Linked DNA regions of Ovis aries: region 2 is linked to region 1. A link is a contact called in public Hi-C data. All regions are on one chromosome and are shown on one strand. Each heading gives the region's core, a stretch centred on a gene start, on an enhancer-like site or on the middle of the called end of the contact. The rest is flanking DNA. Distances are from core to core; before and after follow the strand shown. Region 1 overlaps PXDC1 (PX domain containing 1). Region 2 overlaps SLC22A23 (solute carrier family 22 member 23).

Region 1 (4,972 bases), core at 464-2,963:
GGCGGGGCGGGGCCAGGAGCCAAGGAGAGGGCGCCTCCTTGGGCTCTGGGAGCTCCAGTGTTTTCTCCCCCTGGGAAGAAGCGGAAGCAGGGGCTCACAGTTTATTGGAAAGTGAGGGGGATGTGTGAAACGCCGGCGCAGACCTGGCCTGCGTTGTTCCCACGGTCCCCATCCTGCCTTCCCTGGGCCCCGAGCCCCCCGAGCTCCCCGAGCCCCTGATCGGGGCGCGGGGACGTGGCCCAGGCCATCCCGCCAGCCGGAGGAACATGTGTAGGAAGGAACATGCTTCTCCCCAGTACTCCAGGTCAGAAGTCGTGCTCACCTTCTTCGAAAGATCGCCCCTGGATCAGGTGTTAAAGAATGACAACGTGCATAAGATCCAGCCCAGCTTTCAGAGTCCAGTGAAGATCTCAGGTGAGAGCGCGGGGGAGGCGCGGGGTGGTGTGGGCGCAGCGCGGCCGAGGGTCCCGGAGACCTTCCCAGCCCCTGTCCACGTGCTGGGCACGCCTGCCCCCCTCGGGGCCCGAAGAAGGACAGAAGCGGAGGGGAGGGGCTGCTTCCAGATCTTGTGAAACGGTGCGCGTCTCCCTGCTGGCCTGCTGCTTGCCCGCTGCCTGCTTCCAAAGGTGTATAAGTCGGAACTTACTTTTAAAAAAGAAATGGTCTATGAGGAAAGCATTAGTGAGGCGTCTTGAAGCGAATGGCTGGAATCCATCACCAAGCGCAAAAATACGAGTTCAGCTTGCGCGGCATTGCCTTTGCTCTGGGCTTTAGGGCAGGTGGGACAGAAAGGGACACCCGGTGTGTAGCTCCTCAGTGTGGGCCTTGGGCTGCGCCTTCTGGCAAAAGTCAGCAGCGGGAGGAGATGGCCAGCTGTCCTGCAGGTCTCAGGGGAGCGAGGGGGAGCCGGGGCTCAGCCCACTGGCAGCTTCCTCTAATCCAGGCTTCGCACGTCACTGTGGCACCAGACTCTCTCCTCGGTGCTGCAGGCGAGGCTCTGAGGAGCGTTTTGTAGGGAGAGGTGTGTCCCGGGAGCCCAGGAACTTGTCTGGGCCCGGGCGAGGTCCTGTGGGACCACGCCCTGAGGGTCGGGGAGGGTGCTCCCACCGGAGGTAAGATGTACCTTCGTCATTCACTGAATGGAGAACTGGACGTATCCAGACGAGAGGAGGGTCAGTTCAGGAGTCCTTTCCATAACACGGTTCCTTACGGCAGCGCCGCCAGCCCCTGAGGTCCTGGCCGCCGAGAGCCGCCCTGCTCCCAGTCTCGGCCCGTGTTGGGGGTGTGCACAGACTCGGGGATCCCCAGGCCGGGCCTCCCCCCAGGACACGTCGTCAGTACCCACGTGGGCCACCCCAGATCTGACTTCCTGTCTCATTGATTTGTTGATTTCCTGTGGTCCTAGGCAGGTCAGGATGTGGCCCGGCAGGGTCTCCCGTCACTGCGGAGCCCTGCTCGGAACAGGCCTTCAGCCTCCTCCCCGCCGGGCCTGTCTCCTCTCTCCCGCAAGCCCGCCCATGCACGTCCACTCCGGTCCTGCTAAATTCCCCTCGCTCCTGAAAGGGCCCTGGCCCGCGCTCACCACCTTTCCTCCCAGACTTCTCTGACGTGGCCTCTCGGGAGGCGCCGCCGCCTGGGGGGCAGCCCTGCCTCGGCTCACTCAGGCCTCCAGGCTGACCGGCTGGGGGCCAGGCCTCCACTAGGTGGCGCCAGGCGCTCGTGGCTTAAGGACCAGCCGCCTCCCGGGGCCTTGGTCGTGGCAAGAGCTCTGGCCTCTTTGGCGAGGCTTTGAGTCGATGGAAACGGAAACATTCTTCACACGATGTTAATCTAAAAGCTTGTTACCAACTCTAAGAAAGCTGTGCAGCTTAAAAGGAAGCATACACCTTTGAACTGATATCAGCCACAAAACCCAGAGTATTCAGGTTTGGGAAGGCTGGAAATATAATTTAACTTTTTATTACTACTAAGTCACTTCAGTCGTGTCCGACTCTGTGCGACCCCATAGACGGCAGCCCACCAGGCTCCCCCGTCCTTGGGATTCTCCAGGCAAGAACACTGGAGTGGGTTGCCATTTCCTTCTCCAATGCATGAAAGTGAAAAGTGAAAGTGAAGTCGCTTAGTCGCGTCCGACCCTCAGTGACGCCATGGACTGCAGCCTACCAGGCTCCTCCGTCCATGGGATTTTCCAGGCAAAAGTACTGGAGTGGGGTGCCATTGCCTTCTCCGAACTTTTTATTAGCCAGGCATTTGTACAGTCTCAGCCTTAATTTTCACCAGCGTTTGTTAGAGTCTTTATAAAAACTATCTCATTTAACGCCCCCCCCCAAAAGTGCCCCTTAGGATAGACACTGTTATTCCCATTTTACAGGCTTCTGCTGCTGCTGCTAAGTCGCTTCAGTCGTGTCTGACTCTGTGCGACCCCATAGACGGCAGCCCACCAGACTCCTCCGTCCATGGGATTTTCCAGGCAAGAGTACTGGAGTGGGTTGCCGTTGCCTTCTCCTATTTGACAGGCTAAAAAACAGCAAAGAGTAACCTCCTTCACAGGCTTAAGTGGTAGACCTGGAGTTCCCTGGAGGCCCAGCTGGCTTCTCTTCGCCGACATTAAGGAATGGTCTGCAACCAACGTGTTCCGGGGTCTGGCTCCACTTTCTAGATTCCGTGTTCCAGAACTGCAAATCTCACATCTAATAAAGACCGGGAGGTTCCTATGTGAGGTGGCTATTCGCAGCACTTATGTTTGTTTCGCTTGTAGGATCCCCCCCGCCGCCCAGTTCCCCTGGAGAGGGGTGGGAGAGAGGATTCGGAGTTGTCAGCTGGCTGTTTTCGCTTGTAGGATCTTCCCCCCCAGTTCCCCTGGAGAGGGGTGGGAGAGAGGATTTGGAGTTGTCAGCTGGCTGTGCTGAGGTCGCTGAGGTTTTACATGCTTCCTGGGGCAGATTTGAGTCAGTTAATAAAAGCAGAAAAGAAGGTGGTCCTGCGGGCTCCCCGGTGGTCCAGTGGTTAAGATCCATGCTCCCAAGGCAGGGGGGCTGGGGTCAATCTAGTCAGGGAAGCTGCACGATGCGGCCCCAACAATTGTTTTTTAATTTAAAAGAAAGAGTGGCTCTGTGCTGTCCCACGTTTCGAGCTGTGAGGTTGGGGGTCTTGCCCCCGCTGTCAGGAGCCGTCCCCTGTGGGTCTCTCTGCCCACTCAGGCACTTGTCAGCCTCCTCTTTGCACCCGGTGGTGCCCTTGACCTTGGCGGTTACAGTCACCGACTTCTTTCTGGTTTTCGGCTCCTTCTTCTGACTCACGAGCTTTCTCAGGCAGTGGGGTCTGGGGGGGCTCCACCGGGAGAGGAGGTCGAGGACAAGGCGCTTGTTGGTGCCGCTCACGGGGGGCAGGTCCAACGGCCCACCTGGAAGGGCCACTGAGATGTGCGCTGTCCCTTCTCCAGAAAGTTGGAGGAAGTTTCAGCCATTACTTGGCAAATCTGTCTGATGGACAGTCATTTGGTCCTGGGAGCGGGAGAAGGAAGCCTAGTTTCCTGCCTTCTTTTTGCGTGGTTTCCCTAAGTGTCTTCCTACGGAGAGGAGCTGAGAAAACTGAGCTGCGAGTACCTAAAATACCTGTAACGATTACAAGCAGACACGAAGTTACAGTCTCACTTGTTTAAAACGAGCAGATCTGTCCATGGGGATAAAATAATCTAAATGATGGTTATGGTATAAGAAATAAAAGGAAACGATGCCCCAGACAACCAGGGCATCAGACGCCCGCCGAGATGGCAGCACGGGGCGTCCTGTGGCCTGACCGGGACAGAGAATGCTGCTGTGAGCTGTCCACGTGTGTCAGGGCCTGCGTGGAAGACGGTGGTGCCTTGGGAAAGCAGGAATCTGGAGTGTTTTTAAGCACGTTTTTAAAGTGAGGTAGGTGGAAGGCCTGAGCATGGGGCTTGCTGACCAGGGTTGGCAGTTGGGGGCCAGCCAGCGTTCAGGCAGCTGCTGCCCTGGTAATGCCCCCCAACCCCAGCCCCCGGTGCCTGTTCTTGGGGTTTGTGGTCTGCTGAGGGAAGGGCTGGGCATGCAGTCCAGGAAGTGTCAGCCGGAGGAGGAGGACGAGAGGAGATGCGTGAGCCCCAAATGTCAGAACTTCAAACCCTGACCCCCTTGTGAATTACCTCCCCCATTGCTCTCATTTTCAGAAATCATGAGGTCCAATGGATTCTGTTTAGCAAATACGGAAACGATCGTTATTGACCACAGTATTCCAAACGGCAAAGACCAGCTCGGGGCTGTGGACCCCACGGAGCACCTGTAAGTGGGCTGATTGTCGCTGGCAGGGCCCAGCTGGGTTCGCGGGTTCTGCCCTGTCTGTGCTCACGGGCTGGAAGCCTGCACTCCGCGGGCAGCCCTTCCCCGCCTGGGGTGCTCGGGGGTCAGGCGCCCGCCCAGCCTCACGGCCCGCCTCCTCGCGCAGGTTTGAGGGCGGGGGCGAACTCCCCGCCGAGCTGGGGGACGGGGACGACCCGGCGGCCTACGTCACCAACCTGTCCTACTACCACCTGGCGCCCTTCGAGACGGACATTCTGGACTGAGGCCCCCGGGTGCCGCCCCCAGCCCGCCCAGGACCTGCTGCCTCCAGCCTGGGCGGACCACAAGTGCCTGCGAGACGGCCCGGGCCAGGACCGGACACCCGGCCAGCCACCCCCACGCGCCCTCCCTGGACCAGCGCACAGGAAGTTTCAAGTGAGACCTTGCTGGGTCCCCGGGTTCTGGACGACACGGGGGGTGTTCTCTCACCCAGGTTTCCCAGGACCAGAATGTGCAGCTTCCAGTCCTGCCTCCTACCTCCTTCCCAGGAGCTATGGGCTTCCTGTCAGCCGAGGGGTGTTGGCGGAACGTTGGTCGTTGAGTGGGGTATCGGCTGCGGGCATGGGGGACCCACTGACCGGTGCCCACGTGGGGGACACAGAGAGGATGGAGCC
Region 2 (4,387 bases), core at 358-2,857, 210 kb after region 1:
TGTTGCACCGGAAGGGCGTTTTCAGAGCGACTCACGGACCTGTGGTTTCCCTTTCCTCTCTCTCCCCACCCCTTTCGCCCCAAGAGTTGCAGCTGAAGTTGGCCGTAGGTTGGACACCACACGCATCCACTTGTCCTCTGTCCCTCCTGCCTCTAGAAAGCCTGGCTGCCCCCTCCTGTTTGCACCCGGCTTGCACGCTGCCCTCGCCCCTTCCCCTGGCAGTAGCTGGCAGCGTGGCCCAGCCCAGCCATGCCTGCTGGGATGCAGAGCCTCAGGGACGCGGCCCCGGAGCGCTGGAGGCCTGGCTGGCTGCCGCCAAGGGAAACTGCCCACCCCGCATGTGAGCCCGCCGCCCTGGGCGCGGGAACTGCCGGGCCGCTGTCCCTGCACGCGACACTGCCGCGCGCACGCACAAGCCACGGCTGCGCGCACGCCCGCACGAGCCTGGCCTACCGAGCCGAGCCCCTGGGGCTCCCGACCATCCTCGCGGGGAACGGGCTGCACCCCACGTCCGACCCCAGCAGCTTGCCTGCCGCCCCCCGCCTGATGCCGCCTGGGTGTGAGGTCAGACCCCGAGCCACGGCCAAGATGCCTGACTCGGTCCGGCAGGTTCCCTCCAGGCGCCTGGTTCCTCTCTCAGGGTTATCTGAGTTTCTGTTCCCCTAAATCAAGCTTGGGGCTCCTGTCCCTCGTCTTGGTCATGCCTGAGGCCAGGCTGGCCAGGCTCTCCATAGCCGAGACCACTCTCTGGGGCTGACCCTGAAGACCTGACAGGAGGGTGCAGCCCCGGGCCAGGGAGCCCCCCAGCCTTCATCCATGCCGGTCACTCCCGTGCTCAGCTTCCGGCAGAGTCAGCCTGGGCCCCTCTCCAGACCCCCGGGGCTTCGGGGGAACCTGCCAGGAGGGCTCTGACCTCCCACGCCTGCACTCGCTGCTCCTCTCCCGGGTCTGCACCTCACCCCGGGCAGAGGGGAGGAGGGGAGACGGCCATCAGGCCCCCTCCCCCCTCCCCCGCGCCCTCCAGCCCCTCACCGCCCGGTTCTCCCCCAGGAATGAGCGACAGTGTCAAGGACAAGTTCTCCATCGCCTTCTCCATCGTGGGCATGTTCGCCTCCCATGCGGTGGGGAGCCTCAGCGTGTTCTTCTGTGCAGAGATCACCCCCACGGTCATCAGGTGCGTGTGGGCCGCCCACGGGGCAGTCACGGGGGTCTTCCAAGGACACTGTGGTTGCGGTGGGTGCTGCGTGCCAAAGCTGGTGAACGACCCACCAGCTCTAGCCCGGGTCTCTGGACAAGGTGTGGCCTGCACTGGGCGTCCACTTGGGATGGACTGCTGTTCTACCCTGACCCCCAGGGATCCCCGAATCAGGGCAGAACTGAAGCCTGGTCCATCCAGGCGGCTGGAGGGACGGGGAACGGGGATTTGGAGGTACAAGCCGCACAAAAGGACCTGGTAAAGGAGGGGTGTTGGGGTCCCTGGATGTATGCCTGTGCTTCAGCCCCACCAAGTGCTGCCCACTCTCCTAGGATTCAGTGAAAAGCCGGTCTCAGAAAGGAGAGTAGAAAGGGCCTTGGTTTTCTGCTGGCTGAGAAGCCGGTGTCTCCAGTCCAAAGAAAGGCCTCATAGAAAGCCCAGCCGGTTACGTCACTGATTTGTATGACAAATACTTGTTGGGAACCACCCCACCTCCGTGTGCCTGCCCGGCAGGGGCCGCGTGCAAAGACTGAGTGGCGGGCTGTTTTCTGAAAAGGTGGGGGGAACTGCCCTTTCCTTGAGGGTCAGGGGGCGTGTGCACAGGCTTCGGTGCTGAGGTTATAGCGACACGGAAGGGTGTCCTGCTGTCAAGGGTGTCACTTGGGTTCAGTGAAGTGGTGACTTTCGGTCGAGCTCCTGAACTTGGTGTGTGAATGTCATTAACCTTCTGAGCACTTTGTTAAATGTAATTATGAGTGTGGCAGTTACTCGGCCGTGAGATAGAGCCCAGGCTGCCAGCACGCGACACCTTGCCAGCCTCCATTTCCCATGTGGGAGACACGTGAGGCCAATCCCGTTCAAGGCAGGGTGCCCAGGACGGACTGTCTTGCCCCTGGGCTCTGGGCGGAGGCAGGCAGGTCCGCGGGCATCACTCTGATTCCTCCTTCTGGGTTCTCACATGAGCGCCAAGCCTGACGGCTGCCCCATCCTGGAATATGATGCCAGGAGCTTACTTCAGGCAGGACTCCGCAGAGTGCCCAGGCAGACAGCAGCCCTCTGTGTCTCTCTGCAGGTTAAACTTCCCCCCTTCACAAAGGCGCCCAGCAGGGGGGCTCCTGCAGAGGCAGAAGGGCATGGTCAGACCTGTGTGGTTGTCCCTCCGGGGTGGGCCACCCTCCACCCTCCACCCTGGCGGTCAGGAGACCGCATTCATCACAGTTGGGTTCTGCTGAACAAGCTGAACTGAAGGAAACGGAGTCATCCTTTTCCTTGGAGGCAGACGTGGCAAGATTATTGGGGATGGAAATTCAGCGAATGTTCTCGGGGTCCGCTTACCCCTACAGACAGCTTACCGCTGGGTGATGCGTTTGTAGTTGCAGAGGAAGGAGGTGAGGGGCGCTCCCCGCTGGACACCTCGCACCCCGGCCCTTCCTGGCGTTTCCCCTCGGGGGCCAGTCCCAGAGCTGCTGGGAGGAAATGGGCTTCCTGCCCCCCCCCCCCGCCCCCATCTCGCAGGTGAATCCCAGGGCAGCTGGGAGGGGCCGCTCAGGCCTGCAAGCTTCGTGTTTGCTGGTACAGAACTAGCCTTTTGTTCACCACTGTTACAAAGACACCCTCTGAACAAGCACAGGAGCGAAGGTCAGGGCCTGCCTATCGAGCGGCAAACAGAAGGCTCCGGGGCGCCAGCCGTCACGTCCTCGGGTGACGGGTGTGCTCGAAGGCCTCCAGGTGCAGCAGGGGCTTCTCGGGCGCCACAGACCCCCACCCCTTGGGCTTCAGCAGGACTAGGGGATCTGGCTGGTGAAGAGGTGGCGGTGGCTTTGGTGTGACAGGCCCCGTGTCACCTGCAAGCTGCGGGCGGGCACCCTCAAACTGGACAGGGAGGAGGCAGGCGCTGGGGGCGGAGACAAGCTGCTTCAGCTCCCACCATTTCCAGGCTGCCTGCGCACCAGGGCCTGGCTGTGGGGCTTTTCCTTATGGACAGTCCACACACAGTGTGAGTTTCAGGCGCAGCACACAGTGACTCAGTGAAGGTCACTATATATATTCATTTAAAAGTAAATTATAAAGTGCTGGCTCTGCTCCACGTGCTGTTCAGTACCTCCTTGTGGCTGTTTTACTCCGGCTGGCTTGTGCCTCTTACCCCCCACCGCCATGCCCCTCCACGCTCTCCCCCCAGCAGGAACCACTAACTAGTCTTCTCCATATCTAGAGTCTGTCTCCTTTCTGTTATATTCCCTAGCTCGTTGTTATTTTAGATCCCACCTATAAGTGATACCATACAGTATTTGTCTGTCTCTGGCTTCCTTCCCTTAGCATACCACCCTCCACGTCTGTCCACGTTGCAGACGGCAGTCTTGTTCTTTTTCGTGGCTGACGCTCCATCGCGTGTATATGCTGTGTCTTCTGGATCCGTCCGTGGACACTTGGGCGCTTCCCTGTTTTGGCTGCTGTAAATGAGGCTGCTCCAGACACTGAGGAGCGTGTCTGGTCTTGGTGCTTTTGGTTTTCCTTGGGCGCAGAAGTGGAATCTGGACCATGTGGCGGTTCCAGGGTTCATCTGCTGAGAACCCTCCTCCCTCATGGTCTCCGGGGTGGCTGCAGCACTTCGCGTTCCCACCAGCAGCGCACAAAGGTTGTCTTCTCCACGTCCGCGGCGACGGGGGTGGGGGGGGTGTGTGCTCTTTTTGATGGTGGCCGTCTTGACGGGTGCGAAGCGGCGCCTCGCTGTGGTTCTGACCTGCTTTCCCTGACGGCCGGGATGCGGAGCATCTTTCCCTGTGCCTGTCGCCATCTGCCCGTGTTCAGTTCGGCGACGTTTCGGCCGGGGTCTTGTGTTTTCAGTGTTCAGCTGTATCAGCTGTCTGTCTGTTTTGGATGTTAACTCCTGATCAGTCCTACCACTTGCAAATGCTGTCTCCCATTCAGTGGGCTGGCGTCTCCCTTTGTTGACGGTTTCCCTTACTGTGCAAAACCTTACACTTCAGGCAGTTTAATTAGGTCCTGTTTATTTTTCCTTGTGTTTCCTTCACCTGAGGGGATGAGCAGCGTCACCTGCTGATACCTCCTCACAGGCTCTAGGGGCGCCGGGGCCTGGCTGCCCCCTGCCTCCGTCTGAGCTCATCCCACCCTCCTCCTCGCGGACTGGCTCCTCCCCAGCCACCGCCCCCGCCGGACGGAACCCACCGCGTC

What was found. Hi-C and Micro-C count contacts between places; a contact is called where the count stands out from the background.
Region 2: a Hi-C map of liver shows a contact between it and region 1, with 7 times the contacts expected there. The contact joins two enhancer-like sites. A contact is called at or near these places in 10 of 16 Hi-C or Micro-C datasets (blood, hypothalamus, liver and 4 more).

Annotation. Positions count from the first base shown.
Region 1 is chr20:49,354,593-49,359,564 of ARS-UI_Ramb_v3.0, forward strand. It overlaps PXDC1 (PX domain containing 1), which reads left to right. Exons shown (of 5, transcript XM_027958671.3): 3 at 297-414; 4 at 4,190-4,301; 5 at 4,465-4,972. The coding sequence ends at 4,582. Among named protein-coding and RNA genes, the nearest start is that of PXDC1, 22 kb to the left of the region's middle. Within about 2 kb of position 1,714, at least 10 of the 54 cell types and tissues checked have an H3K27ac peak or open chromatin away from gene starts, as enhancers often do. A contact at or near this core is called in hypothalamus and liver, where this site is marked.
Region 2 is chr20:49,569,219-49,573,605 of ARS-UI_Ramb_v3.0, forward strand. It overlaps SLC22A23 (solute carrier family 22 member 23), which reads left to right. Exons shown (of 12, transcript XR_009597686.1): 9 at 85-108; 10 at 1,051-1,174. Among named protein-coding and RNA genes, the nearest start is that of PSMG4, 14 kb to the right of the region's middle. Within about 2 kb of position 1,608, at least 8 of the 54 cell types and tissues checked have an H3K27ac peak or open chromatin away from gene starts, as enhancers often do. A contact at or near this core is called in hypothalamus and liver, where this site is marked.